Linked DNA regions of Zea mays: regions 1 and 3 are each linked to region 2. Evidence: chromatin contacts called from public Hi-C data. All regions are on one chromosome and are shown on one strand. Each heading gives the region's core, a stretch centred on a gene start, on an enhancer-like site or on the middle of the called end of the contact. The rest is flanking DNA. Distances are from core to core; before and after follow the strand shown.

Region 1 (4,322 bases), core at 625-3,124, 350 kb before region 2:
ATTAGCGCATGAAAAATACAATGGACAACTGAGCAATAGTTTATACTAGGACAGAATCATAGAAATACGCAACCTGAGCAGTCACAGCATGGCAATGACATCAGAAAAGAAAAGGCAAAACAAAGCAAAAGGAAACAGCAAGACATGCCAACAGCATAAATGGTCCATACTCCTCTGCATGTCAAAAAAAAAAAACTGAGAGATAAGGAGCTGCCTATTTTATGGCCTATCCTTATAGATGAATTTTAAACTTAATTGCCCATCCTCCAACTTCTATCATTTCATCCTCCATTAGTCAGGATGGAGTGGTCCATCAATTAATGTCGTAGACGTTCAACTAGCTTATTTCTATCAGCATTTCTGGATAAGTTACGATACACAAACAATGTTGCAGTGAAAAATCAGTGGAGCATATACAGCAAACACGAGTACTGCAACGTAGATATACCTTGGAGCTCAGACAGTACTTGTTTCGTTCATTACCAGGGAAGCTATCCGAAACAAGCAGCTTGCCCTCCCCGAGTATCCGCACACCCTCCTCAGCTGTGTACGACACCAAATCCCCAGACCGGACAACCTATGAAAACGCAACAAGACATTTTGTCCGTTAAGCCCAACTGAAGAACCAAAGCAAAACACTCTAACAGGAATGACTTCAGCTGCTAGTGACCTCAGAAACGGCATCCTTGGCCGGCTTGGCTATCTCCTTGACAAGGCACTCGGCGATGGGGGCCTTGTGCTCCTTGAGGATCGCGGCCGCCTTGTGGAGGAGCTCCGCACGCTTCCACAGCGGCGTCCGGGCCCATGCCTTCTGCGCGACCTTGGCCGCGTCCATCGCCTTGTTCACCTCCTCCTGCGTGCATGCTGGACACACAGGGGATCCGGACCGTCAGAAAAGTAAGTCGTTCCCCTTTTGCAGTCCACTGCAAGCACTGAATCTATCACTAGCAAAAGGCCTACGGACTTCGATCACTTCGACTTCGAGAGATGGTTAGTTGGAGAAATATTCTTGGAGAGTGGTTAAATTTGGGCTAGTGAAATTATAAGCATCAAAAGCGAGACTATTTGGGGGCGCTAGTCAAGAGGCATTGTCAGGGACGGTCAGCATAATTAAGGAAAGTGATAGCGCAGGTAGGCATTAATTGGTGGCACTTCTAAGTTTTTACCTTAACACCACAATTACACCACAATCCACCTTTAACACACGTGGATTGTGATCGAGTACTCAAACAAAGTAATAAGCGTATTTTTCCCCCGGACAAGGGGACAGCACTAGCAGTCGCTCCCGAGGCCCTTGGTGCCCATAGGGGCGCACGCTAAGGAAGGGAGAACAGAGGCAGAGGCGAGAGCCCGCACCTTGCACCCTGTACTGCGTCTTGCGGGTGGTGGGGTTGACGATGGCGACGGACTTGCCGGAGGCGGAGCTGCGCCACTCCCCGTCGGCGTAGTACCTGTACACCTCGCTGTCCAGGATCTCCGCGAACACCCCCGTCCCCGCCAGCGCCATGGCTACCGACACCGACGGAGCGAGCGCGCGGACGTGTGGTGCAAAGCCGATCGACGGACAGTGCAGCCGTACAGGTGGTACAGCCGCAGTGGGTAGTGGCCGTGAGGGCTGCTGAGGGAGGTGGAGTGGTTAGGGGGTGTGATGGGTGCGCGAGTGGCGGAGCGGAGGCCGGGGCCGGGGTTAAATAAGAGAGCGGCGCGTGGCTGGGGAGCGGACCCACCGAGGCCGGGTGAAGGGAGACGGAGGGAGGAGGAAGACGACGGAAACGGACGAGGTTTTCGTCTGCACCCTGCGGGTTTTTTACTCACGCTGCTTCTTCTGCGAGGCGAGGCGAGGCTTCAGCAGACTCGATCGGCCCCGCGATCGGTGTGGGTGGGACTGCGGGAGTTGGGTGACAAGTACCGGACCGGAGTAGGCTGCCGCGGACCAGACTCGATCGGCCCCGCGATCGGTGTGGGTGGGACTGCGGGAGTTGGGTGACAAGTACCGGACCGGAGTAGGCTGCCGCGGACCACGGGCACTGTGTGGCTGGCGTTCCCAGCAGCGCTAGAGGTGACGCGGCACACTTGGGCGAGTAGGGCTCTCCTCGGCGGCTTTGCAGCGTCAGACTATCACGCCAACGGTACCGCCTGCCGGCAAAGCTGTCCCATTTTTTTTTATTCGAGTGTGTACAGCGACATCTACTTGCTCCAGTGTTTTCGGAGATGATTGGAGAAAATATAATAATAGAGCTGTAAACATGTTAAATACTGAGACGGAAGTAAGAAGAGGAGAAACGAGAAGCTAACCGTAAACGTCGTTTTAGACATAACCAGTGACATATTTAAGATTTAATAAAGATCTATACCAGTTTTACTATGACAATAGATAATTATAACTAGTACAATACTCGTTGCGACGGCGTATAATCATATTTAATATTCATAAAAATAAATTTAATATTAAAGTGTAATATCCACATATCAGATATTAAACCGACAAAAACACCTTATCTTAGCCAAAAGTACGATAAAAGTACGAGTTGAAAAGGAGGCCGATCCATTTTCTTATTGCACACAGGGTCGCTCTTACTCCTTCAGCTAGTAAGGTGGTACTATATGGGAGCGTTACGCTCCATGTGGCTTCCTGACGTGTTAGGTGTTGGTGCCGATACGGGCGCCAGACACTGGAACTGACCGCCTAGCGGTGCTCTATGCGGAGGCGCGGACGGTCCGCAGCACAGGGCCGGACGGTCCGTAACCTAGCGCGGGAGCGACTCCTCCTCTGCGTACGTCTGGACGGTCCGCGCCTGTGGCTCGGACGTTCCGCGATGGCGCAAAGGGTCTTCTTTACAGCAGACCTAGATCTTGCCTTCCGGGAGGAACCCCGTCGGGGTGGAGAGATTCTAAAAGTCGCCTAGAGGGGTGAATAGGCGAAACCTGAAATTTATAACTTTAAACACACACTACAAGCCGAGGTTAGCGTTAGAATTAAATTCAAGTCCAAAAGAATATCTCTCTTGCTAGGAGTTGCTCACGGATTGCGGATAACGTATGGGAGCCAACTCAAATTCACACTAGCAAGGAAACGCTAAAGAGGGGAAAACAAATCAAATAAGAATCAAGACGAGTGAACACGATGATTTGTTTTACCGAGGTTCGGTTCCAAAGAACCTAGTCCCTGTTGAGGAGGTCACAAAGACCGGGTCTATTTCAACCATTTCCCTCTCTCAAACAGTCACCTAGATCGAGTGAGTCTTTCCCTTAATCACACGGGTCACTAAGACCCCGCAAGTACCACCACACTCTTAGGTCTCTCTTGCTTTGCTTACAAGCACTTAGAAAAGAAGTGAGGAAGGAAGAAAGGCAATCCAAGCAACAAGAGCGCAAATGAACACGAACACACTCTCTCTCAAGTCACTAAGTGGTTGAGATGAATTCGAGACTTGGAGAGGGTTTAATCTTTGGAAATATGTCTTGGAGTGAATGCTCTAGCTCTTGTATTGCATGTGATCTTCAGAAAAACTTGGATGCCAAAGATTGTGGTGGTTGGGGGGTATTTATAGCCCCCAACCACCTTGTAGCTGTTGGCCAAGGCTACTGGCGATGGGCGCACCGGACAGTTCGGTGCGCCATCGGACAGCACTGTGCACTGTCCGGTGTGCGCCACATCAGCGCAACCGTTAGGGTTCTGAGAAGTTGATCGTTGGGGACGTTTGTCTTCTAGCTGCACCGGTTAGTCCGGTGCCACACCGGACAGTCCGGTGCGCTCTGACTTCTGCGCTTCTGACTCTGTCATGGCACTGTTCATCACTGTAGCACTTTGCAGAGTCGACCGTTGGCGCAGGGAGTCGTTGCTCCGCTAGCTCACCGGACAGTCTGGTGAATTATAGCGGAGCGCGTCTCCAAATTTCCGAGAGTGGCTGGTTGACATCTGTACGGCCTTGGTGCACCGAACACTGTCCGGTGGCACACCGAACAGTCCGGTACGCCATTTTTCAGTACACTCAAGTCCCTTTTGCTCCAATAAAATTGTGTCCCTAACTGATTTCTTTCTTAGTTTGTGTTGAACCTTATGCACCCGTAATACATGAATTCTAGACAAACTAGTTAGTCCACATGTTTGCGTTGGTCGTCAACCACCAAAATTAATTATAGGAAATGGTTAACCCAATTTACCTTTCAGATTCTAGGGTGTGTCTTGGCGTCGGCAGACCACCCAAGACGCCTCTAGTCGACGTAGAGTCGAAGAGAGGTGAAGATTTAAGGTAGAGGGAGACTAAACTATGGCTAAACTAGAACTACTCCTAATGCATAAGGTAAAAACGATAAGTAGA
Region 2 (4,296 bases), core at 1,539-4,038:
ACCAATTATTCTTACAATAAATCACCAATTGCTACAAAAGACCTTATTAACAGATATTTGAATCTAGTGATACAATTTTTATCTAAAAACCATGTGTATATTTTGAATAATTGTTGCTCAAACTTTATGAAGTTTGACTTTATTGAATCCTTAATACGAACAGAAGGTGTAGTTGTTTTGGCACCATATCTTACTACTCACCATCATATATGCACATATTGAAATCAAAACCATCATTAGCTATAGTTGATAAATAACATGGTTGACAAGAGAAACTGTATGAAGGCATTCCGAGCTGTAGTTCATCTCTAGGAAATAAGTGAAAATTGTACCTGCATAACCAAAGCACCCACAGGCACACAGAATCAGTGATGACAAAATAAAAATGATAAGGCTGAAGTAAGAAAATATACATCAATGTTATCAAGTGAAAAGGTCGATTGGTCATCTGTTCATCAAACTATAAGAAACCATATGAAGAAGGAAAATATGATTGTACCAAAAAATATGATTGGTCATCCTGGAATCTGTTCTCAGGAAACAAGGAAAATATGATTGTACGAAAAAATAGCAAAGGACACAATCTAGTGGCCTCAAGTCAACTCCCATGCATAGCAGTTTCTCACATAGCAAATCTAGCTAAACCTCTTCAGACATAATATGGATGTACTACCTCCAGTCAAAAATACTATACACATTTGACTTTGCACAGCATTTGATGTGTATCTTTGACCACTACGTTCTTTAAGAAAACGTTTTCAAAATCCTTCAAATTCTAAGAGACTTGCAAGTATTTTGAGTATCGTTGGGACGAAGGCCGAACTAGATCTCGATCATCCCACTCTAACCGCACACTAACCTTGTCTATGAATGCACGACATCAACACAATATGGACAAGTCCAAGAACAAGGACTTCGCCGTGTATGCGAAGTCCCCCTCCTATGGCGCGATGGGTCAGCTGATCCCAGTCGGGGTCTGCGGGCAACGAAGGCACGAAGGGTCCACTGATCCTAGTCAGGGTCTGTGGGCAATGAAGGCTAGATCCACAGTTGGGGCTTCGGGCTCAAGAGATCGAAGACCTCGAGGGCTTCGCCCCTAACATGTCTTTCCTCTGATGCGGTCTGCGGAGACCGAGGTGAGGACCCGGATGAAACGAAAGGTAATCGTCTACCCTCGGCATCAAATCAGAGGACGGGCTGACGGAGCGACCTCTAAGACGAAGGCCTCCAAGACTTGGGACTAGAAGGCTAAGATGGGTAGCGGAGGCTTGGTGGGTCCTCTGCATGCAAGGCAGGCCCACCCGTCAGTCACACCCGTGGGTACAACACTTGCTGTAACTAGATCTAGGCTACTATTATTTCATAATTACCCCGTTGTATAGTATATTCCAAGGATGTAGTAGGTAACTAAGGGTACAAATGTACTTTAGGCACTAGCCCCATAGTTACCCTAGAAATACCCTGTCCAGCTCTCGGATGGGACACACTTGACAAGACATTGAGCACCCCCACTTTCCGTTTTGTTGAGCACTGTTCTCTCACCTGCTTGAGTGCTTGGGTCCACGTGTCAGAACCCAACAAGTATGAATTTACACATTTAACCCAGAGGTTTCAAAACTAAAATGTAATAGTAATTGATGTTTTGTAGTTTTTAAGTTTTGCCCAAATTAGGGATGAAAGTGGTAATCCGAATTGTTAGAACAAATTTAATATTTTAAAATAGATATATATAAAATTTGATGTTAATCTTTTCTTATGTTATCAAGCACATTATTAAAAATATGAACAAAATTTTGCATAAATTGTTTTATGCATTATTTTCCCCATACAACAAAAACGGTGAAAAAATAACCAAATTTGTATTCGAATCCATACCAAATTTTATATCTATCATTTGAGAGAAATATATGATAAATTTGTGGTTTAATTTTTATGAATCTTTACAAGCTCAATGATAAAAACAATAATATGAATTTACATAGTTGATTCTATATTCTATTTATTCACAATTAAAGAAAAAAGACAAAAAAATTGATATCCGAATAATTACCGTTTTCATCCCTAGCCCAAACCTTGTCCTAAACAGTTTTTTGTGACCAGAGAGTATTCGTTAACTGCTACAGACCAACTAAACTTCAGAAAATGTCGATGTTACAATATTCATGTTTCATAGTTTCATACTACAATCTGAAAAAGCAGCAGCATCCATATATGGATACAAAAGGTGTTTGACGAAATTCCTCAAGCTGAGCCTGCAACAATAGGTTTATGCACCACACGTCCACAAACATTGCCCAAACAAATAGCAAAACCACCTTGCCAATTGTTAATGTTTCATGTGGACGACGAGTGAGAGAGAAATCCTTACGGGTAGGCGACGAGGGTAGACGGGTAAGAGTTGCGCTGCCTGAAGGGGCAGACGGCGATCTGGAGTGGCTGAAAGGACTCTGCGGCGAGCTTGGCCTTGAGATACGCCGTTTCCGCAGTGTCCACCGGCAACGCGCGGCGCCATCCCGTCGGGGCACCGGTCTTCTGCGCCGCCACGGCCACGTAGTCGCATGCCTCCAGGTGGGCCCTCAGCTCCAGCACGGCCTCCGCAAAGTTCTGCCTCGTCACCTGCTTCGCCGACGCCGCCGCGGCGCGCGGGGCAGCCATGGGACCAATGGCGGAACCAGACGCTGAGCACAACCAAGGATAAACGGTTATGGAAAGCGGGGTGATCCACCGGTTGAAAGGAACCGATGGCAGCGACGGCGGCGCGCGGTGAGGGAGGAGGCGCACGATCGGCGTTGCGTTCGGAGTCGCCGAGCCGAATGCCAGTCAGTGGTGTAGCGGGCCGCACAAAGTTGGGCCGCTTTTCTCTCTATTGAGAGCAGAAGAGTTGGGCTGCTTTTCTCTCTACTAGAGAACATAAGAAGAGTTGGGCTGTAGCCTAACGTAAATTTCAGGGCCGTCCTCCTAAGTCCCTCGCTAAAATTCAGGAAATTTAACTGGTTATTATTTTTAAAAAACGCTACCTCTCCGATTATAACTCCTACCGTTACCCTTAGCCGTTTGATCCTTGGAATTGAATTATATTCTAATAATAATAATTAAGACAAAAAAACATTTAAGCTAATATGAATTCTTTTGAAATATATTTATATACTATTATTAGCAATATGTGAGAGATATTTATTTGCTATATTTTTACTATAGAGGAGTGAGCCGAAGAGTGTTTTATAAATTGCAGAGTAGAAACATATTCCGTTGATATATAAATGATCAATCATTTCTCATACTACACCCCATAAATTAAAGATAAGTTTATATCTGAGCTTTAGAAAGTGATGGAATGTTAAATTCCAAGCCAAAATGCCAAATAGACTACTTTATTAAGTAAACTTTAATTCCTACAAAATGAATAAATCCAAACGGCTTATTATATTATTTGTTGGGGGCCTTCCTCTTCCGAAGGTTCTCAAAAACACGACTAACCATTTGCTTTCAGCGTACTACTGAATATTACAGAAGTTTCATCATCAGAAAAGCTTCGGAATAACACAAGAGGAGCGAAATAAACTTCGTCTGACAAGCTTCGTCACGGTGAAACAGGTAGACAACGTGGCTTCGGTATAACGAAAGAGAAGTATAACGAAGCACGCTTCATCAAGCAAGCTTCGTCACGACGAAGCAATGAGACAATGCAAGGAGGTGTTGCTCAAGTTATTAAATACAAATGGTGATGTTACCTTGTGATATTTTGTAAACTCTGTATGTAATCGTTGAGGGCATAAATGTAATAGCGTATGAACCATTGTGGTTGCCTATAAATAGATGAACAGTACCCCGTACTGTTCACGCTGGATTGTAATTGCTCTCGCATTGGCACCTTCAAACAAGCCGAAAGTATCAACATAATATAAATTTTTGTTAATGTTCATATGTATATCATAAAATAAATATATGAATGAATGAATGAACAACATATATTGTCTCTATGAACTATTATTCTTATGAATGATGAAGGTGTGTCCTTCATGACCTTCATCCAAAGATCGTTATATTCGAAAGGAGATAATGTTTCGAAGGACGAAGGTTCTTAATCTTTAACAATTGTGTTGCCTTGTTCTTGATTCACAACATTTGAGAACAAGTGACCAACATTATTGTTACATTAGAAAAGTTTAAATAAATAATCTATTTTTTGTACATGTGGTACGCCACACGCTAGCCACGTTAGAGTTCAATCAACATGGACATGGTAAATGTCTGTCACACCCGGTTTTGAAAGGCAAACCGAATGCGAACCATGTA
Region 3 (4,470 bases), core at 1,926-4,425, 400 kb after region 2:
TTGGCAAAGAATATGTATTGTTCGTTTTTATGTAATCATTGTGCACTAACATTTCATTGAATATTTGTGTGTCGTCGCAATGCACATGCATTGTACTATATACATTATATGTGAGTTTTCTTACACTTGAGATTCTGAAATTATTAGTGATGACAAATCCAATATTGTTGGTCCATAAAATTTGTTGGGAGAGAGATGGAAATTATGGTCATCAACAGCTCTAGCACATAGAGTGTGCATTGAACTAAGGATTAGTTCCTATATAATGGCACATTGGCACTAACAATTTTATGCATTTTAATGCAACCGTAGGAACGCACGGGCATAGACCTAGTTACTTAATGATGATAATAATAATTAGTTAATTATACACTAATAAATATGTAATGGCACTAATCTTGTCAATATAACACTAATGAAAAATAAAATATGTTAATTTAGCATTATGCTATCCTAATTATCCCACAAAACATACTCAAATAGCACTTATCAAAATTTACCTTATCATAATTAATAATTAATAATGTAACATACTAATAGTCCTGATTTTATTTACTAATAGTAAAGATTAGAAAACATGAAGAAACTTATTTTTTCCGTTGCATCCAGCATATAGTAGCAATATTTCCTACTATGGCAACCAATCCACCAAACCCAACACAATCAATTGATTGATATAGATGATCATCTCTCATCTATGAATATGCAAAGACAACCTTTGTATGGATAGTCATCTCCTATACACAGATATCCATCCAACTTTTTAACACACCATGGAAATTCAGTGACTTCAGTCAATCATTCCGGGGCATCCGGCATATAGTGCATTCAAACACAAGCTCGTTCCTGTAAAACAAGATATCAAGGCAGACGCATATTTGATCGCTCAGTAAATCAATGGGGCATGACCAGAATTAGTCGCAACCAGTTACAGTCAAAACTGAAGTGAAACTGAGGCCCTGTTTGTTTGCCTATAGGATTAGATAATCTAGCTTATGAATTATATAAGCATCTAATTTAGATAATCTAGCTTATGAATTATATAAGCATCTAATGAGTTGTTTATAGATTATCATAATCTAGGTATCTAAATTATATATTCCACCTAATAAACCATATTGTTTGTTTATCTTTCAACTTATTTAAGCTAGATTATATAATCTAGAGGGTAAACAAACAGAGTCTGAGTGGGGAAACACAAGTTTTCCTCTACATAGTGTAATGTACTACGTAGATCTGCCATTCACTTGACGGACTCCCTCAAACAAGTGAGCAATTGTCCAGGTTGCAGCCCTGCCATCCGAATTTCCGAATAGCAGATTATTGTTTTGAGTGGCACTCAGCAACCAAAAAAAAACAAGCCATTGATCACAAACTGAACTGAAGAGCGTCTTCCTGTGAATGTGAACGTCGCGATCGTAACCACCGATCCTTAAGATCTAACATCTATGATTAATGTCAAAGACAATTAGGAGAACGACCACTGCAGCAACAGCTAATTGATTGATGGATAGATTCTCTTTTGAGCAGGTGACACAAGAGAAACACAGAATAAGATACTATACTGGAGTTGTTGACGTTGATCGCTACGGTGGACTGATTCCAAGCTGCTCAAAATATCCTGAGCCATTGCCCTAGATTGTAGGCAAATAGATTTGGTGTTGGGTTCATTTCAGTAATTAATGCTAATCCAGGGAAGAAAATTGTTCTAGTAATGAAAAAAAATCACACTAATCGCTCGTTCCACTTAGCAATGGCACTACTGTAATTCAAGCTCAATTCAATCTCTCCAGGCTTTAACTGCACAAGAACACTGCAAACTACAACAGTCCAGAGAAAATTTACCATCACCGCTAGTTGATCAGAACTATGCTGCCGCCGTCGTCGCCGGTGTTAGCTCTTCCAGGCGTAGATCAGCAGCGAGAAGCCGTCGCCGCGCTGCATCTCGACCTCCTCGGGGCTGGCCCAGTCCATCACCGTGGAGCCACTGGCCCACGACGCCGTGGAGGATGCCACGGACGCCGACGACGACGAGCTCTCCTTGGCCAGCCTCCGCCCCCTGCCCTTCCTCCTCTCACCGTTGCTGCCCGTCTCGCTCCAGTCCCGTTGCCCCCACCGCGCGAGGTAGCCTCCCCAAACGCCCGTGTTCCTCCTTGCGTCCTTGCTGGGGGAGGGATTCTTCCCCAAATCCGCCTCGCTCTCCTCGCCGCCGCTGGCGAGTTCGAACCGGAAAACGAACACCGCGTGGGCGTGCGTCGAGGCCTCCGTGGGGGGCGGCTCGCGTGGGGGGAAGAGCCAGTTGTGGAGATCCCAAGAGACCTGGACGCCGTCGCCGCCCCCGAGGTCGACCCGCTCGCTGCCGCGGAACTTCCAGCGCAGGCGCCGGACGTGCAGCACTCGCTCGCCGTCGACAGAGACCGACATGCCGACATCAGCCCGGTCCTTCTCCTTCCCCTTGCCGGCGGTGGCCTTGTCCCTGCCACGGCCGCGAGCCACGAGATCCACGGAGATCTCCCGCTCCTTGCCCTGGACGTTCACCCAGGTGGTGTGGCTGCGGCCTCGGCCGGCGCCCGCGTCGCGTAGCGAGACGTGCTCCCGCCGGGAGAGGAGGACCGGACGCGGGCCTGATGGGCGCCGGGCCCGGGTCCTCCGGTAGGCCAAATCGGTCAGGTCCCCGGCCGCGAGGACCATCTCGCCGCAGACGACGACGGCGACGAAGAAGCCCGATGAGGGCTCGGGGGACCCGGAGACCGGGAAGCGCGCGCGAGAGAGATCCCACGCCAGGTCGACGAGGCGGTCGCCAGCGCGGAACCGTCTGGACCCGCGGCGGCGCCAGAATAGCCATGGGCTGACGCGGAAGGCGAGAATCTCTTCGTCCGCGTCATCGTCGAGGTAGCCCGCTCCGGACGCCGAGGAGGAGGAGCCGGGCGGGGGCGTGGCCGACAGGCGGAGCACGGCGCGGAGGGAGAGGCCGAGCGAGGTCCGGGACCAGGAGAGCGCGACCAAGCCGAGGTGGGTCTCGTAGATGGAGGTCGCCAGGCTGGGCCCCGCCGCGCCCGCGCCCGCGCCCGAGGACGGCGCCGCGGCGCAGCGGAAGCAGGCGGCGATCCGGCTGGGCATCGGTAGCGCGAGACGCCACTGCGAGACGCCACTGCGTCTACGCTAGTCGATTGGAATGCGTGCGCGCTGTGGCGCAGACTTGCAGTGCGAATCCAAGGCGTCAAGGGGTTGCTGGCTTGCTGCGTTCCGCAAGTGGTGCGGCTGGGTTTGCTGGCTTGCCGCGGGACGGTTCGCCTCGGCAAACATATGAGGTGCGTCGCCAATTTTGTCTGATTTCAGTCGGAATTGAGGAAAAAGACATGGAACGAATGATGGAAATTCACGTTTCAAATTAAGCAGTTAGGACATACTAGAAAGCATGGCGCGCCGTTGGCGCTCGCTCTAAGAGACCGTGCGCTAGTTATGGGCTTGTGTCTCAGTATTTTTATCTTAGCCTTTTGGCTTAATTAAATTGTAACGTTTGTTCTTACATGTCATTGTAATGCACATACATTGTACTAGTGTACTCCTATAATCCTCATGTATCGTTGCAGTGCTTAGGCACTACTATAATCCCTCCGTCCCTGTCTGAAATACAGAAGGTATTACAGAAATGCGAAAATAGAAACAAACATGCCAATACGTTGCCTAAACAGGCAAGCGCCAGACTCTTTCGGGCCTGAGCCAATATCTAGTCTATCGGATGAAGACCGAATCTTTGTCCACGATCCAAAACCGAAAACAGAGGTGGGTAGGGTTCTAGCCGCCGGCGAATGCCACAATTGCTATGAAATTTAAACGTCAAAGCATTCTTGGCGTTGATATTGATTCAGGTTTTTAATCCAATCTCCCCTAATAAACTCATTTTGTGGTTGATTCTCTATGTGGTTGAATATTTCTTGAATCGAATTCATTTTATCTTTCCTTGTTAGTTTTAATTGAGACTGCTAAGTGGAATCTGCGAAGGATAATTAATGCAGCAGGATAAGGTGGGTAAAAAAAATATTAAAGCTCAGGAATCATCAAAAATATCCTTCTCAGGAGTTGTTCGCTAGTTATGGGTCAGAGCCAGTTAATTTTTTTATGTATGCATTATATCGTTAGTGGATTGGATAAGGTTTAGGTTTGCAGATCGACCAAGTGGATGGTAGTTCGTGATGCAAAAGCAAATAATGATTGACGAATGCTAATTTTCCAATTATTAATTTTCTCATGTTTTTTTTTGTGAAAAACTTGAAATAATGTGTAGCTAAGCAGAAGCTTTTATCAATTCCTATATACCACCTTTTGGCTTGAGAACTAATAAAAAGAAAGGATACAAGCAACATGAACATATATAATACATGTCTTTGTGGAGCACCCGTTATGGTAGTATGGCAGCTGCCATACCTCAATTTTTATATCTAACTATGAGTACTAAAGCATACATGG

Evidence for each region. Hi-C and Micro-C count contacts between places; a contact is called where the count stands out from the background.
Region 1: a Hi-C map of ear shows a contact between it and region 2, with 1.9 times the contacts expected there. The contact joins the promoter of LOC542583 here to the promoter of LOC100383807 in region 2. A contact is called at or near these places in 3 of 25 Hi-C or Micro-C datasets (ear, leaf and tassel).
Region 3: a contact with region 2 is called in a Hi-C map of tassel, with 4 times the contacts expected there. The contact joins the promoter of LOC100216973 here to the promoter of LOC100383807 in region 2. A contact is called at or near these places in 7 of 25 Hi-C or Micro-C datasets (bundle sheath, ear, endosperm and 2 more).

What each region holds. Positions count from the first base shown.
Region 1 is chr4:87,421,937-87,426,258 of Zm-B73-REFERENCE-NAM-5.0, forward strand. It overlaps LOC542583 (glyceraldehyde-3-phosphate deHaseN1), which reads right to left and starts at 1,875. Exons shown (of 9, transcript NM_001112119.2): 1 at 1,357-1,875; 2 at 671-864; 3 at 449-577. The coding sequence starts at 1,507. It overlaps LOC103653482 (a long non-coding RNA gene), which reads left to right and starts at 517. Exons shown (of 2, transcript XR_565513.3): 1 at 517-897.
Region 2 is chr4:87,766,234-87,770,529 of Zm-B73-REFERENCE-NAM-5.0, forward strand. It overlaps LOC100383807, which reads right to left and starts at 2,789. Exons shown (of 8, transcript NM_001362147.1): 1 at 2,369-2,789; 2 at 202-332. The coding sequence starts at 2,655.
Region 3 is chr4:88,170,336-88,174,805 of Zm-B73-REFERENCE-NAM-5.0, forward strand. It overlaps LOC100216973 (DUF868 family protein), which reads right to left and starts at 3,176. Exons shown (of 2, transcript NM_001143353.1): 1 at 1,846-3,176; 2 at 651-846. The coding sequence starts at 3,120. The coding sequence ends at 1,894.